Linked DNA regions of Rattus norvegicus: region 1 is linked to region 2. A link is a contact called in public Hi-C data. All regions are on one chromosome and are shown on one strand. Each heading gives the region's core, a stretch centred on a gene start, on an enhancer-like site or on the middle of the called end of the contact. The rest is flanking DNA. Distances are from core to core; before and after follow the strand shown. Region 1 overlaps Rimbp2 (RIMS binding protein 2). Region 2 holds the start of Rimbp2 (RIMS binding protein 2).

Region 1 (4,317 bases), core at 456-2,955, 110 kb before region 2:
AGGGCCCTGGAGTTGACAGGCAGAAAGGGGCTCTGTCAAGTGGCTGTTGGTTTCATGGGAAGGGCATAGACCTGTTACCTTGACACGCAAGCCCTCTGAACCCTGCTGCCACTTTGGGGCCTGATGAGTAGAAGTGGCTTGACTGGCAAAAGCCCAGGACACACCAGGAACCTAGGGCTTTGGTTCACAGGTCCCAGCAGAGCCCAGCACATGGTGTGTGGGTGGGGGTTTGGTGGGGGACGAGGATGGAGAGACAGATAAATGTGTGACTGTACAAAGGTGTGAGGCTCACAGCCCACATTCCCACGACTGTAAAGCACCCCTTAAAATTCTCCATGTTACTATCAGAGACGCACTTGGTCTAGAACGTTCCTCTGGGGACTGAGCCAAGCTGCCTCCTGCAAAAGGGAAGTATTCAAAGCAAGAAGGCAGGCACCCAGAGAGACCTCTTCAGGACAGACGGTGTGGGCTCCAGATGGCCAGAGACAAAGCCACACAGCTCTCCTTCATCCCAAACATAAGATGCCTCAGATCCCTGCGTATTTAAGTATCTGAAACCGGGAGATGGAAACTAGGGTGAGTCTTGTGTTTTCCTTTGCTTAGCCTACGAAATCCTAAATGTCTGTCTGTCATCGTCATAAACTTCCATAAAATATTCTCAATTGAACTAATGCCGTCACTTTGCATGCTGGTACTCTAGAGCGGGATGTGGACTCTGCTAGTTGGGTCCCTGGATTTATAGGTTGCAGCTCAGCAGTCCTTGAGCAATGGACTAACCAATAACAACACTTGGCTTGGGCGGGGGTGGAGTTGGGGGTGGGGAGGTGGATCAGCACCTCCAGGCCTGCATGCTTGCCCCGCCAGGCAGACAAAGCTCAATTGGCAATACCTGCCTCTGGGTTTCTGTCCGAACACTTCCGGTTCACAGCTGGTTGTAGAGGGAGCCGCAAAGTGCCTGGCAGAGAGACGCTTACCACACTTAGCTACAGCCATCCAAAGCAAACGACAGCCTCAAATGTCAACCTGCCGTGGGACATCTGTCCTGCCTGGGGACAGCTCAGAGCTCTGTCTAGCTCAGCCAGGGAAGGAATTAGAATTAGCTTGTGAAATCGGTAAACAGGTGGCTTTGCAAGCCCCAGAGCATTGAGGGCATTTTGTGTACTGCATTTCCAGGCTCGACGCTCCTCGGCAGACTGTCCACCAGGGGGACCTTGATCCAGTGTTTAATGGTCTAGACCACATCTGGATCTCGGTATCTCTCAGCTCTATGTAAGCTTAGGAAGGGGTGTGGAGTCTCATATCCCCCCATATCCATAATTAATGCTGTTCTCTTCACGGAGGTCTACTAAAAAGCAGATTGCAATTCCAGTCCAGCATGAAGGAAAGAAAAGAGTAAGTAACCCCCTGAACACACTGCCTTCATCAGAGGCCCAACTCCTTTGGGTAAAGAAGGAACCTAGAGTTGACAGGACCACCCCTGAAGTCCTCCTGGAAGCCAGGTTTGTATGGACAAGTCCCTGTGCTACTATGAATCAGATGTAACACTTAATGCTGTCCTGGGACTCCCCTCTTCCCAGCTACTCGAGGACACAAGATGCTCAGCCCACGGGAAATCTGGTGAGCTGCTGTCTCCCGTGGAAGGCTCTGAGCCTGCAAGCTAGCTCACCCAGAACTGGGAAGAGAACAGAGCCCAGTCAGGCTGGCAAGGGGGCGGGACAGATCTGGGAACATCTCTGCCAGCCTGCTGTTCCTGTCTGGGCCCCCATGAGTCACCAGGTTCCTCTCTTCATCCCTGCAGAGCAGAAGGGAGGTACTCTCATTGGGCACTTAGAAGCCTAGTCAAAAGATTTCATTTCTATAACTTTAATTATGCATATGTGTGTGTGTGTGTGTGTGTGTGTGTGTGTGTGTGTGTGTGTGTGTGTGTCTGGATGTGAGAATATAGATATGAGCGCAGGTACCCTCGGAGACCAGAGGCATCAGATGTCTCAGTGATACATGATTGGGAGCTCCCGGATATGGGTGCTGGGAACTGAACGCAGGTGGTCTGCAAGAGCGGTAAGTGCTCTTAACTTGGGAGCCATCTTGCCAGCTCCCTAACAGCCTGTTTAAAAAGGAGTGCCGAGAAGAGACCCAGAAGTCTCTGGCCTTAAGGAAAACATAAAGCTGAACTAAGTCCTGCTCTTCAGAAGTAGGGAATGTCAAGTGCATTTCAGAGGCTGGGCAAAGACGTCGCCTCGGGCTGGGACCGCATCTGCTTCTGAGGGAGGGCCGGTTTGCCCAGAAACCCACAGGACCTCCTTCCACAGTGGGCAGTGACTCAAGAAAAAGGAATGAAGCTATCCCACAGCTCAGCTCCTTACGAGCCCTACCATTCTTTATCTGATGCTTAAAACAAATGCCACTGTCAATGGAAACTGACTCCCGGGCTAAAAAGGTCACTGAGCTTCCTCCTGTGTGTCCTTAGTGTGAGTGTGCCTGGGCTTCTTTGGGTTTCTTTGAGTCTTTCCCTAGAGCTGCTTTGAAGAACAGAGGCTGATGGGAGTAAGGTAAAGGGCACTAACCGAAAAGCACACTCATTTTCAAAATGTGATTAAAATATCTACGACCCCCACCTCAACTACGTTCAAGTCCGAAGATACTGAACAAGCTTGCTTCTCCCCGCCCCCCCATGACTGTCACTCATGTCCAGAACTCTGTCCCCTTAAACAACGACTCCCAACCTCCACTCCCTTGGCCTCAGACACCCGCCACTCCATTTCCTGTCTCAAATTTGATTACTCCAGTGGCCTTGTTTAAGTACAACCAAAGCTGGGCCTCTGATCGCAGCTATTCAAGAAACTTAGTAAGGGGGATTGATGGCTCAAAGCCTGCCTGGAGAGAGAATGAGGACGAGGCCACCGTGGGCGACTCGAGAACACCAGTCTCAAGATGAACAGTAAAAAGAGGGCTGGGGGTGTGGCTCAGTGGTAGGCGCTTACCCAACATTCACAAGACCTTTGTTTCCACCCCCAGTCGGCAAACAAACAAACAAACAAACAAACAAAAGGCTTGATTGTTCAGTGTCCATTCTAAGGTGGCAGGCTTGCCCTGATGTCCCTAAGGTCCTCTCGTGCTGTTGCTCAAGTTGGAATGGCCTCTCCTTGTGGACAAACAGAAAACAGAACCTCAGTCAGGCTGGTATGGGAGTGGGAAAGGTCTGGGCACACCCCTGCCAGTGTGCCATTACCATCTGTACCCTGTGAGTCACCAGGCTCCTCTGACACCCTCGCAGAGCAGAGGGGGAGGGGAGGGTATGCTCACTTCAGTACCTCAAAGCCTGTTTCAAAGGGTATGCCGAGAAGGCCACAGGAGCAGACATTTCTGGATAAACAAGCTGGGTTGCCTGTGAGTCCCGGGTAGATCTATTCATCATCGGGAGGTCTGTGGGTCCATCTTTGGACCACTGGAAATGTACCCCCTGGGTACACAAACACAGGTCTGCGGCCCTGATTTTGATTGGTTTGGCACACGCCCTGTGGTAATGTTAACTGTCAACCTGACAGAAACCAGAATCACCTGAGAGACGGACCTCTGCCTCCCACCTTAGTCGTTTTTGACAGAGTATTTTACCACAGCAGCCATTAAAAGAGCACAGACACCCCCCAAGTGAGATTGCTGGATCTGATACAGTCCTAGCTAAATTCTGGAGGGACCCCCCCAAGCCTGCTCCCCACTGGCTACCAGTTGCCACCAGCAATGTACAAGGATGCCTTCTCTTAGTAACACTACAATTTCTTGAGCGGGGAGAACCTCACACACACGTTTTAAAGGTTTTATTTTTAATTGTGTGCTTGTGTACATGTGAGTGCATTGTCCATCAAGACCAGAAGGGGGCGACAGATCCCCCCTGGAACTGGAGTTAGAGACTGTGAGACAGACATCAGTGCTGGGAACCCAGTCAGGTCCTTTCTCCACTCACACTATTAAATCGCTGAGCCATCTCGCTGGTCCCAAACTTTTTTTGTGCGGTCCTGAGGGCCTTTAACATATAAGACAAATGCTCTACCACAGACCTATAGCCTTAATCCAAAAACCACATTTTAAAAAAGATTCTAAATGGAAAGGTCAGGAACACGGGTGCCCAACAGTTAAGAGCTTGGTTATTCTGTGTAATGCAGTCAGGCAGAGTTTTGAAATCAGCAGCTCAAAACCACCAGTTGGGACTAGGGGTGTGGCTCCTGGGGGTGTGGCTCTTGGGGGTGTGGCTCCTGGGGGTGTGGCTCTTGGGGTGTGGTTCCTGGGGTGTGGCTCTTGGGTGTGGCTCTTGGGGTGTGG
Region 2 (4,568 bases), core at 1,629-4,128:
GCACCACGGGGAGCTTCCTGGGCACAAAGGAGGTTTGAGGCCATTTTCTTCTGAGTCTTTGTGTCCTGCGTGGTACTCACAAGTCTAGACGCCTCCAAAAAGGCCAGCACAGGCTTGAAACAATGCTCTGTTAGTGACCCCATCAAAGATGAAGGGAGCATGGAGACCATTCACCAGTGAAGCTTAGCATGCTGGAGGGTTTGCCCACTGGTCCAGGGATGCTCACATGGGGTCCCAAGAAGAAGCACCACCTCTGGGAACTTTTAGAAGAGGAGATGCTCTTCACATCTCTCAATCTCACCCTGGATACATTGAGGGATAGAGTCCTTACTGGGTAGCTGTCAAGATACCTGCTGTGTCTTTATAGACTGGCTTGTGAGCCCAGCATGGCCATTGCCCACTGGGGAAGCACCTGGTAGTTCCCCCATCTTCCTTCATGGAAATAGAGAGGACAGAGGGTAAAGGACCAGCTGACCCCTCCACCCCTGACTACTGGAAGGGTCGAGCTCTCTGTACCCTGGGTACTGAGCTATTTGGCCCTAAGCCCCCTGCCTCTGTCACACCACGCCCCTAAAGAGCCACCTCGTCTAGAGCTTGGAAGTCCTGGCCTCGGAACCCATGCAAGAGAACCACAAATGTTGTTGGGGGTCATGGGGGAGGCAGTAGCTGTTGAGAAAGAAGCCAGTTTGGGGTTGGAGGGCTCCAGCAAAGACTGGGAGAAATGGGGGATGGCGCCGTTTTCAGAGGTCCTGGGCTAGTCACATCCCACACCTGGGCTCATCTGAGATGCCCCCAGTTCTCAGCTCCAAGCTCACAAGAGGACAGAGAAGAAATCTTTCCACAGCCCTGGGTACTGCCTCCTCTTCCACACTCTCCCACAGCCAGCACCACACTCTCTCCCTACTTGGCAGCTCTATGACATTACCCTCTCCCTCACATGAGTTGTCTGCCTCTCACATCTTCTCCAGGATCCTTCAGAAGGGTCTGTCCTGAGGCAGGATCTTCCCAGCCCCCCCCATCACCCCTCTCCTCAGCCACCAACGATCTCAGGGTCTACAATACACAGAGACTTCCAAAGGGGTCTAGGTAACCCTAAGTTCAATTCCAACAACCCACAGTGGACTTGCCTCCCGTACCAGCAGAAGGCTGGAAATGTACTCACAACTTCCTTCTCTCCCTCCTTCCTTCCTTCCCTCCCTTCTTTCTTTCTTCCTCCCCTCCCTCCTTCCCTTCTTTCTTTCTTTCTTCTTTCCCTCCCTCCTTCCTTCCTCCCCTCCCTTCTTTCTTCCTTCCCTTCTTCCTTCCCTCTTTCCTTCCCTCCTTCCTTCCTTCCCTTCCTCCCTCCTTCTTTCCTTCCTTTCCTCCTTCCTTCCTTCTTTCCTTCCCTCCTTCCTTCCCTCCTCCCTTTCTTCCCTCCCTCCCTCCTCCCTTCCTCCCTCCTTCCTCCATCCTTCCTTTCCTATGTCCCTCTGTCCCTACCTTCACTCTCTCTTTTCTCTTCCTTTCTTTCCCCCCTTTCTTCTCTTCATCTCCCCTGATCTGATCAACCAAACATCAGCTCCCAGTTAGCTCAGGGGACCACCAGTTTGCTCTCCCTGGGGTCAGAAACAAACTGCTCCCTCGGAGGTCCCACCCAGTCATCACCTCCCTCCGGCATTGTCCACACCAGCGTCCTGGTAGGTCATCCGGTAAACCTGCAAATAATGTCTTTCCAAGTGGAGGGGAAAGTCTGCACTAAGGCCCCTGTGTGTACACGCACGCACGCACAAACACACACACACGTACACATACATACACACACTGTGCCGAGAACATCTGTCTCCACGAACGAACCATTGCAGCCACTCTCTGGGACACCATTTGACAAATTCACATTGCACATTTCAGTCCGCGTGGGCAGCCAGCGGATGGCGGGGCCGACTGGGATGCTTTGAGTCCGCCCCTCCCCCCTGCGCCGTCCCCTACGAAGTCGTCCCCAGGCCCCAAGCGCTCTGTCTGAAAGCAAGACCCAGTTTCTGCCCTCTGGAAAGGCTCTGCCTGGCAGCATGGTGTCAAACTTTGCCCAGAGGGGCTTTTCTGGAAGGCTGTGGGTCTAAGAGGACCGGGAGATCCACAGCGCCACCGTCATCGCCATCGCTGACACAGTACGGGCAAGAGAAGGCAGCAGCCCTTCCCTTCACTCTGACAAGGATCCATTGGTGGCAAGCCACAAGACTACAGGAGCACGATGGCATTCCGCACCAAGCGTCACCCGCGGCAGCCTCCATCCTGATCAGCCACTACTGCCCATCCAAAGCCGAAGGGCACCCTTCTGAGGCAAACTTCACCTGGGCAAAGAGTTCCCTGCTAAGCCCCTGTCATCCGTGCCGCTGTGGCTCTAAGAGGAAAGGTGAATGGAACAGAAGCTATTTTTAGGAAAGAAAAAAAAATTAAATCTCAAATCGCAGCCTACCTTGGATGTTCTCGGTGCCCAGCCTCCAGGGCTCCCAGAGAGAGACAGAGACAGCCACTGCAGTGCACTGTGTCAGATTACAAACTGGGGCCAGAGGGAGGGGAGGAGAGTGAAGAGAGTGGGGAGAGAGAGAGGGAGAGAGAGAGAGAGAGAGAGAGAGAGAGAGAGAGAGAGAGAGAGAGAGAGAGAGAGAGATCCAATCAACACTGAAGGACACGGGTGTGTGGGCACCACTTGGAATCAGCTAGAAATTATCCATTTAATTTTTGCAGGGGAGAGAGAGAGAGAGAGAGAGAGAGAGAGAGAGAGAGAGAGAGAGAGAGAGAGAGAGAGAGAGAGAGAGAGGCATGAGCAAGAGCCACCCGCCAGAGAGCAGTAGCCAAAGCTTGGAAACGGCAGTGTTTTCACACACACATACACACACACACACACACACACACACACACACACACACACACACACACACACGTGCACACACAAACGCGCATGCACACACACGCATCCCAAGATGGCTCTGTCCCTTCCCTGCCGGTGTCTCTCACAGAGCGGTGGTCAGAAGCCGGGCAGGAAGGGAGGCGGAGCTGGGGCCCTTGATGCAGGGCTCAGGGCTAAAGAGCTCCCCTGGCGGCCCACGGCTGGGTCTGCCCCTGCAGGTGGTCCAGGGCCCTGCAGCCAGATGGAAGCAGACTTCAGCCCGTCCACCAGGCAATGCTAAGGATGCAGAACGAGGTGAATGTGCAGAGCTCCCAGCTTCCTGACTCCTTCATTCTTGTCCAGTCTCCCTCCCCATCCAACTGCCCATCACCCCCCATGAACTCTGCCCATCCTCAACTTGGCAACTGCCAGATGGACCAGCTACCTAGCAACACAGGAGCAAGAGAGAATAATACCAGGAAATGGACACACACACACACACACACACACACACACACACACACACACACTCCCCTGGGATCAGCATCTCACGTTAACTCTATAAAGATGCTAAACAGCTCTGATTCTCTGAAGGAACACCTCAGCCTGGCTGTATATTGACTGAGGCTGTGTGGGGCCTCTGGGCCTATGTAGGGAAAGACTATGGAAAACCACAAACAAACAAACAAAAAGCAGTGTGCATCACCTGCACCTCCTTCCTGCCAAACAACGGGTTTCTCTCTGATTAAGGGACTCACTCTGTAGTTTTAAAACCTTTGTGTCAGGGCTGGAGAGATAGCTCAGGGGTTAAGAACACTTGATGCTCTTGCAGAAAACTGGGGTTTGGCTCTCAGCACTCATGCTCACAATCATCCGTAACTCTAATTCTAGGGAATGTGACGCCCTCTTCTGGCCTCTACAGGCACTGCATGTAGATGGTGCACAGACCTATGCAGGCAATGTACTCGCACACATAAAATAAAAAATAAATAAATCTTAAAACTCTAAAGGCACCATGGTGAACATACACACCCCTCTGCCACTATGGGCTCTCTTGTGGGTCCTGAGTGAACCGTAACAACTAAAACTAAGAGGCTAAGGGTTTTACACTCCCCTTCCCAGAAAGATGATGTCCCCTAACCACAAAAACATGTTGATCAAAAATTTCAGAACCCACAACAGATAAGTCACAACTGACTATAACACCAACTCCAGGGACTTCAATGGGTATCTGCATGCATGTGTGTGCATGCTCACACGTGTACACATACACAAAATAAAATTTTAAAAATGTTTTGAAAACATTTTTTAATCGGGACTCATTCTGCATCTTGAATGTGCCTTTGAATTTGCCCTTGGGTAGGGAGGCTTCACTCAAGCACCTATGCCCCAAACACAGGACCACATTGAAGTCTGGAGGCAGGGAGTAAAATGACTGCCACACCCTGGGCCTTAGAGCCAGAGTCTTGGCAACTGCCAACAACATCCTAAGACCACGGACAGAACCAGAACCTTCTCACCCACCTACATGCTCTTCCCTGAAGCAGAACTTTCATAGTATCCACTGGGAAAAAGAGCTCGGTGTCCAGGGACCAATGAATAACCCACAGAATAATCAGGTGTGTCCATTCAAAAGAATAGTATTCAGCCATGAAAAAGCATGAAGGACTAATTTCCACTATGCTATGGAAATACTTAAAAA

Evidence for each region. A called contact is a pair of places that touch in the nucleus more often than the background predicts.
Region 1: a contact with region 2 is called in a Hi-C map of prefrontal cortex, with 1.9 times the contacts expected there. The contact joins the enhancer-like site here to the promoter of Rimbp2 in region 2. A contact is called at or near these places in 3 of 12 Hi-C or Micro-C datasets (Schwann cells, frontal cortex and prefrontal cortex).

The regions. Positions count from the first base shown.
Region 1 is chr12:33,495,384-33,499,700 of GRCr8, reverse strand. All of the region lies in intron 2 of Rimbp2 (RIMS binding protein 2), which reads right to left. Among named protein-coding and RNA genes, the nearest start is that of Piwil1, 110 kb to the left of the region's middle. Within about 2 kb of position 1,705, at least 16 of the 93 cell types and tissues checked have an H3K27ac peak or open chromatin away from gene starts, as enhancers often do. A contact at or near this core is called in prefrontal cortex, where this site is marked.
Region 2 is chr12:33,382,103-33,386,670 of GRCr8, reverse strand. Rimbp2 (RIMS binding protein 2) reads right to left here and starts at 2,878. Exons shown (of 22, transcript NM_001100488.3): 1 at 2,453-2,878.